Regions from separate parts of the Danio rerio genome. Here region 1 is linked to region 2. Evidence: chromatin contacts called from public HiCAR-type data. All regions are on one chromosome and are shown on one strand. Each heading gives the region's core, a stretch centred on a gene start, on an enhancer-like site or on the middle of the called end of the contact. The rest is flanking DNA. Distances are from core to core; before and after follow the strand shown.

Region 1 (3,680 bases), core at 816-3,315, 280 kb before region 2:
TCTTTATGGGTAGTTATTGAATTGACAGTAACAATTTACAATTTCACAACTTTTTAGCCAAACATTCTTCTTGCTATAAGACCACATGACACTAATGAAATTAGGAATAAAACATGTTTAAATTGTCCAGTTTGTGATTAATGAAATATTCAGTTTTCTATTTGAAATTGTGGTAACAGTATTGACAGTTTACAAATAAAAATGTAAATTAAAATTTTGGTGAAATTATTCTTTTAATCTAAATAAACTATTTTGATTGCACAATGATACATGATGGAAAACACTGACTAATTACAACATCAATAAATCATGATTTTTTGTCATTTAAGAAACTTTTACAAAGAATATTGTATAGGTATGACGTATGTGTTCCATAAAAATGATAAACACATTTTATAAGTAATCAAAAATGTAACAATGTTCTTTAAAAGCTGAAAAAGTATGTCTTTGGACACTAACGTGCCTGCAATTATAGAATCACCCATATATTTTATTAACAGCAACATGTTTATTTTTCTGGCTAAAATGCAGTTTTCTCGCAAAACTTGGCAAATATCTCTCTCTTACACACTTACTTAAGCAAGCACTGATATAATTATGGTCTGCAGTACAAATAGTCTAAAATGAAAGTTAGTTATAAAAGTGTGTTTGCTTTTATTAAAATGACACAAAGTCCGTTTAAAATGATAAATACATTACTTTTAAAATTGTACACATTATTTTATTACCTTTAACAAATATAATATACCTGGAATGGCACTTGGTCCACCCTAAAATTCCAACCTGGAGCTTGAAAGAAACCTAAAACCTCTGCCATTTCTCATTGTTCGAAAGTGCGTTCTTGTTTAGAAGTTCAGACGTGTCAAATTCGAAAAAGCGGGCAGTTCTTCTAACGGAACAGCGGTGTACTTTTGACGTTTCTGTGTCACTCACCCTGGCTACATCTCATTCTGTAACAATGAAATGTTATTAATCACAGCTTTTAATAGCCTAATTTTGATTTTAGGATGTTAAAACAAGTTACCAAAAAAGGGACAATGAATTCTTCTTTCGTTTTCATTTCAAAATAACAAACAAACTATGTCGTTTGAGCAATTGCTTATCAGTTTATCAGAGTAAATGCATGATATGCTTATTAAACAGACCCGTCATTTTGAATGTTTATTGATTGGTCGGAAATATCCTGAAGTTTGTTCACCGTCAGACTAATATCTTGCCGTTTTAACCCGATTCATTACCGCGGGACACAGTGATGAAATTACATAATATTTGACAGCTTCACTAAAGCTTGCATGTCGAATGTGCAGTTATTGCTTGAAAAGCAAATGTTTTCGGCTTTGAGAAAATAGCTGTTACTTTACGCTCTCCCCTAAAATGACCACTAGATAGCAGCAAATAAAAAGCTTCGGAAATCCCAATCGCAATCCGTCTACGTATAGAATTCATAACCAGTGGGCTATTCGGTTTGTTTAGCCAAGTTCATTTTCACACTACCACGCCATTTCGAGGCGTTTTGTAAGGGTGATGGTCTCCTGATCTTGAAAGATCTTGCAACAAACGAAGCAACTTTCACTGAAAAGCAAATCGATTCTGCAGCTCAGTTCACTTGTTTTGATGGTCACAGACTCATTCAGAGCAGAAAACAAATGATTTCAATGTCCTTTTAAAAATGTTAAGGTTGTATAAGAACTGAAGTGATGCTGGTAATATACAGGCTATTGTGGAAATAAACAATTGTAAATATATGTCTTTCATACAGGATCGTTTTAGTGTTTCCGTTTATCTGTTTTATATAGATTTACGTTTCTATAAAAACAAATTCTGAGATTGTTTTCTGCACTTTTCAAGATTATTTGTAAAACTTCGAAACTTCACTAATGCAAATCCTTTCGAAAAGACAAAGGGCACAGGTCATGTGATATAAATGATCTTCTGTATCTAAATTATGAATAACCTTCATCTCGGCTGCTAAGTCCCCGTGGCTTCAATGCGGAATTGTAGGGAGAGGCTGCGCGTTCACAATCCCTCCCCTATCACTGTGAAGGCGGGAGCGCGCAATGAATTCTGTCCAAACTCGAGCGCGAGGAGAAAACAGCCTCTGGACTGCTCAGCATCACACGGACACTAAAATGTATCATCTTCCATCTGCTAACCAAAACGGCAAGGATTTCCAGCGGGATATAAATGGCTACATGATGTTTTGGGTGAAAATTGACGTCTGATCTTTAAATAGTATATTTCATCAAGTGTCGTGCTGACTGAAATCCGCGCGAGTGTTAGGAAAATCTTTCACAGGTAAGATTAAGTTTTAAAGTGTGCAACACTTTCTCTAGAATGTAGGTGTGAGTGCAAATAAACTGTAAAAGAGTGGTCTTGTCTTAATCTTTAATATTATTAAGAATTATATATTGAATTAGAAGAATGACCCGATGGTTTGCAGGGTATATTTAGGATATAGTCGCTGCAAATCACGAGAAGTTTGAGAAATTCACAAGCCGAGGATTTAACACAAAATGAAACGCGATTCAGAACCCTGGACAGCTACTGGGGTACAAATGGTGCGTTCTCGGGTCTTTTTTTCAGCGGTCTGGTAACACAGCCAGACGCTCGAGGATGTCTCGAGATTACTGGTGTCTTTGTTTCCTCTAAATCATTTCAATATGTCAATAAGAAATAATTTTATAAAACAAAACCATGATAAATAATATAAACTGTATTTAGCTTTTTTTTAATAACTTTGATATAAATTTGTCAATCTACAAAGCTAACAGTTTAAAGTAACTTTAACAAGATTCTTGTTTCATTCATATTTCATAGTTCAAAAATCATTTGTACTAATCCCACCTTCATGTGTCCTTCACAGGAGCTGAAAATGGCAACCAAATACCTGATGCTTATTGCCCTGGGGACTGCATTGATTGGCAATGCACACTGTTGCCCCAAGCAGTGTGCCTGCTCTGATAAATACAACCACCAGTTCGTAGACTGTGCCTACAAAGACCTTGTGGAAGTACCTGTGGGTTTGCCGTCCAATGCAAGCACCCTGAGTCTTTCAGCGAACAAGATTAAAGTGCTGAAATCCAAAACTTTTGTAAACGTGACCCAGGTGACCTCTCTTTGGCTGGCTCACAATGAAATCATCACAGTCGAGAGGGACACGTTGGCTCCATTGATTCAGCTGAAAAATTTGGATATTAGCAACAACAAAATTGTGCATTTTCCATGGGAGGACTTGGCCAATCTTGGTGCTTTGCAGTTGTTAAAGATGAACAATAATGAGATGGTCAGCATCCCTAAGAACGCCTTTTCAAACTTGAAAGACCTGCGTTCAATCCGTATTAACAATAACAAGTTTACCACTATTGTGCAAGGAACATTTGATTCTTTGGCTGCCATGTCCCATCTGCAAATCTTCCACAACCCCTTCATCTGCTCCTGCAACCTTGAGTGGCTTAGGGACTGGATCCTCAAATCCTCAATCTCCATTCCTGAACAAAACAACATCGCTTGCGATGCCCCATCCCACCTCAAAGGTTCTCAGGTCACTAGCATGCCCAAATTGAATTGCAAGGCCCCATCTGTATCCATTACATATCAGCCAAACATAGAAAAGTCTGAACTCTATGAGGGATATATGGTTATGCTATACTGCGAAACAAAAGGAACACCCAAACCCGAGG
Region 2 (3,880 bases), core at 753-3,252:
ACATTTTTTTTTGTTTTAGTAATCTGAAAAATGAGATACAGTCCATCCTGTCAAACACACATCACATGACAGCAACTACTCAAACGCCCACAGACTTGTAAACAAAGAGTTGCTGTCATTTCTGAAGAAGATTCATCATCAAGACCAAGTTATAAATGAGGTTGGTGTCGTGATCTCGTTTCTTTTGAGTGGACATGCGCAATAGCTTGACATTTAGAAACTAAACTTATAAGATGGTTGTTGTTTAATATTATGGGGGTTCCAAATATTTAATGTTATCGTAAGCTTGATAAACAACTTTGAAAAATTTGATGTTTCCCCATTCAGACAGAATACCCAAGCATACCTCCCAAGAGGCATTTCAAAGATGGCTGTCGAGGGAACTGACTTGCCTTAAAGGGACTTTGCTCTGGGTCAGCACTTTTAGCTTAGCATAGATCTGCTGACTTCAGTGTATTTTTGTTCAACTAGATAGAGTTGGACTGTGTGTTAATCTAAAAGGTCTGCAAATTTTGCAAGATCAAAGTGCACAATAATTAAAAGTTATTGTGTTTTAATGATTAAGCGCATATGGTTTAAAGACACAGTTGCACTCATGGAAAATCCAAGTCCACTTTTTCTTATTAAATGATGGGGAAAATAATTGGTATTTCTAAAAGTTTTTTGTTTGTTTTGGGTGTAATATGCTATAAGCCAATCAGAGTCTAATCTCTTATCCCATTTAAAAGCCAGTTAAATGCATATACTGAATGTTTACATGGTGTTTGTTGCCTCGTTACAAACATATGAGGCAAGTTTCACAATATACACGTTCAACTAACAAAAGATAGATTTAAACAGACTTCATTGCTCTTCTGGGAGGTGGTGCTGAATGAATTAATAATTCTTATATTTATGATTATCATATGCTATAAATATGATTGTGTGGTCGCACAGTTAGTCATTCAGTCAATTAGACTGGCGGTCGTTCGACAGCGGCCTCTGGTGCGAACGGCACTCGCGAGAGACATTTGAGATACGAAAAAGCGCACACAGTGGCCTCCTGTGGATTTGCGAAAACAAAAACTGCAAAATACGTACCTTCCGGAGTGTATTTTGCCGTCTCCAGAAACGTTCACGGGCCTACGTTTTCAGAATGAGCCTGGGTTGATTTAAATGGGCTGAAATCAAACAGGTGACATGGTGGTGCAGTAGGTAGTGATGTCGCCTCACAGCAGGAAGGTCGCTGGTTCGAGCCTCAGCTGAATCAGGTGGCATTTCTGTGTGGAGTTTGCATGTTTTCCCCACGTTCGCATGGGTTTTCTCCAGGTGCTCCGGTTTCCCCCACAGTTCAACAACATGCGGTACAGCGACATGCCAAATTGTCTGTAGTGTATGAGTGTGAATGAGTGTGTATTGATGTATCCCAGAGATGGTTTGCAGCTGGAAGGGCATCCGAAAAGAAACTGAATGAATGAATGAATGATTGAATGAATAAATTTAAACAAACAAATTAAATTCTTTTTTTATGTTCATTTTTTTGTTTGACTTAATTTGTTTGTTTAAATTCAGACCATAAATTGTTTGCAACCACTTAACTTAAAAAATGAGTAAATGAAACGATACGTTTTTTTTTCCAGTGTATCTCATAAATATACGTAGCAAATTTCACAATATTCATGTTAACCTAACAAAACACACAGACTTTATGACTCTTCTGATTTAATTAATAATTATTTTATTCAGCATTGTTCTTTCTGATGCCAAACAGTGAACACTATATGTGAATAATATGAATGTGCGATGATCTTTGGCATAGGGAGAGCAGCTCAATGTGTTTGGAGGTTAAAAGGTTTCATGCTGCGCTCAAAGAATAAAGAACAAGCTCATCTCAGCATGGAGCAGAAAACATCATCAATCTCCAGAGCAGCAAACTCATGTGCTCCTTTAACACAGAACCACCAGAAGCTACAGACAAATATTTGCATGTATTTTGTTAATTATTTTACATTCTGATTACAGTGTAGTAATGTCTCTGTGAGCTCTTGAATATCATGAATGATTGGTTTGTTTCCTGTTCAGCCTATAAAAGTTGCCAGGCAGGATTTCTGTGTTGTGGAAACCCGACGTCAGGTTGCCAGCATTGTCAGAGCTTTCTCTTCATTCAGCTGTTTAATATGCCTGACAGGAGCTCAGAAACCTTCAGCCACATGCAAAACCCAGAGAAACCACAAAATGACCCTGCAGGAGCACAGGTAAATGACCTACTGCCTATCTCAGAACAGATCTTCACATACAGAATTCATGAAGAAATTATAATCAACATTATCTGTTTGATGTAATGAAACAAATGAAATGTGCTCATATTTTCAAATATTATGAGTATAGTTTGTTTATTGCTATACATTTTAAAAAATACAGAAGTGGGTAACAGTTTCTCTGAAGTGGACGTTTATAAGACTGTCATGACACCTCTATTATATTAATGCATGTTGTAAATATGAAGATTTTATGAATGCTAATGACAACTGCCATTAAGTGTCATTTTCTCAGTTATGCCATTTTAAATGCAAAGATGACATCAGAATAAACAGCAAATGTCAGTCCAAGGAACTCGAAAAATGTGGAAAAAATATTAAAATACCTTTATTGACACGGCTATTCCTTAAAACTGCACATACGTGTTTCGGCAAACACTTGATTTCATCAGGGTAATTGTTAAACTGAGCCATTTCATGCATTTGCAAACTGTATAGTTGAAATCAACACAGGCTCATTCTGAAAATGTTTTCCCTTGGACGTTTCTAGAGAAAGCGAATTATGTAGCCGGAGGTACTTATGGCTGCATTTCATGTTTTAAGCGAATGCTACGGGGCGGTATGGCGCTGTTCCTTTTTGCGCTTGCCGGCTGACCGCTTACCTTCGTGTCGAGGGCTTTCCCATGGCAACCAATTTGTCCAGTGAGCTTGTCGTGTACTTCGGCGCACTTGAGACACAGAGAGGAGTTGACCACGATGACGATGACTGCGTTCAAGTCTGGGGAAGGAGCGGTTCCAGAATTCAGGTAAGACAAAAACAGAATACAAAAAATAAAATGAACGAGTAAACAACAGGGTGAGAATGTGGTAAAATCCGAAAAAGTGGTAAAAATCAAACGAGGGCTTTTCTTTTTCTGAATGGGTTTTGCAAATTGTTGGTTGGGTTTAGGGATTAAAGTGGGTTGGTGGGTCAATCGGTAAAACTAGTTGGGTTTAAGGAAGGAGAAGAGTGGGTCAGTCGATTGGCCGGTCGCACAGTCAATTATACAGTCAGTCAAACATACGGTCATTCAACAGCGGCCTCTGGTGGGTTTATGCGAGAACAGCATGGGCTCAAACGGCACTCGCGAGAGACATTTGAGATATGAAAAAGCACACACAATGGCCTCTCGTGGATTGGCAAAAACAAAAATGCAAAAATACGTACCTCTGGGGATGTATTTAGCGTTCTCCAGAAAAGTCCAAGGGACTACATTTTCAAAATGAGCCTAGGTTGGTTGATATAGACATACATAGGGTAATATCTCAACTGGATTGTGTTTGGATGTTATTATTAAGCATGCTTTTGTTGTTTTTTTCCCAGATAAACATGGATTCATATGATTTCCCTTCACATGATGCAATCTCTCAAATCCTCCAGGAGTATCTTCAACTCAAAAGTCCCAAAACTCAAACCAGGACAGAGTCTGTACCACAAAAAAAGGCTAACTCTCAACTGAACCGAACGTTTGATGTGAATTTAGCACACAAAAGGTAAAAAAGACGGTAGCCAAATATACAGTTGAAGTCAATATTATTAGTCCCCCTTTGATTTTTTTTTCTTTTTAAAATATTTGCTGAAAGATGTTTAACAGAACAAGGAA

Evidence for each region. HiCAR-type assays count read pairs that join an accessible place to other places.
Region 1: a HiCAR-type map of caudal fin shows a contact between it and region 2, with 5 times the contacts expected there. The contact joins the promoter of islr2 here to the promoter of ccdc33 in region 2. A contact is called at or near these places in 2 of 4 datasets of contacts at active chromatin or transcription factors (caudal fin and embryo).

Annotation. Positions count from the first base shown.
Region 1 is chr25:23,843,948-23,847,627 of GRCz12tu, reverse strand. It overlaps islr2 (immunoglobulin superfamily containing leucine-rich repeat 2), which reads left to right and starts at 2,065. Exons shown (of 2, transcript NM_001013523.1): 1 at 2,065-2,295; 2 at 2,864-3,680. The coding sequence starts at 2,873.
Region 2 is chr25:23,567,457-23,571,336 of GRCz12tu, reverse strand. ccdc33 (coiled-coil domain containing 33) reads left to right here and starts at 2,002. Exons shown (of 11, transcript XM_073943151.1): 1 at 2,002-2,234; 2 at 3,601-3,770. The coding sequence starts at 2,034.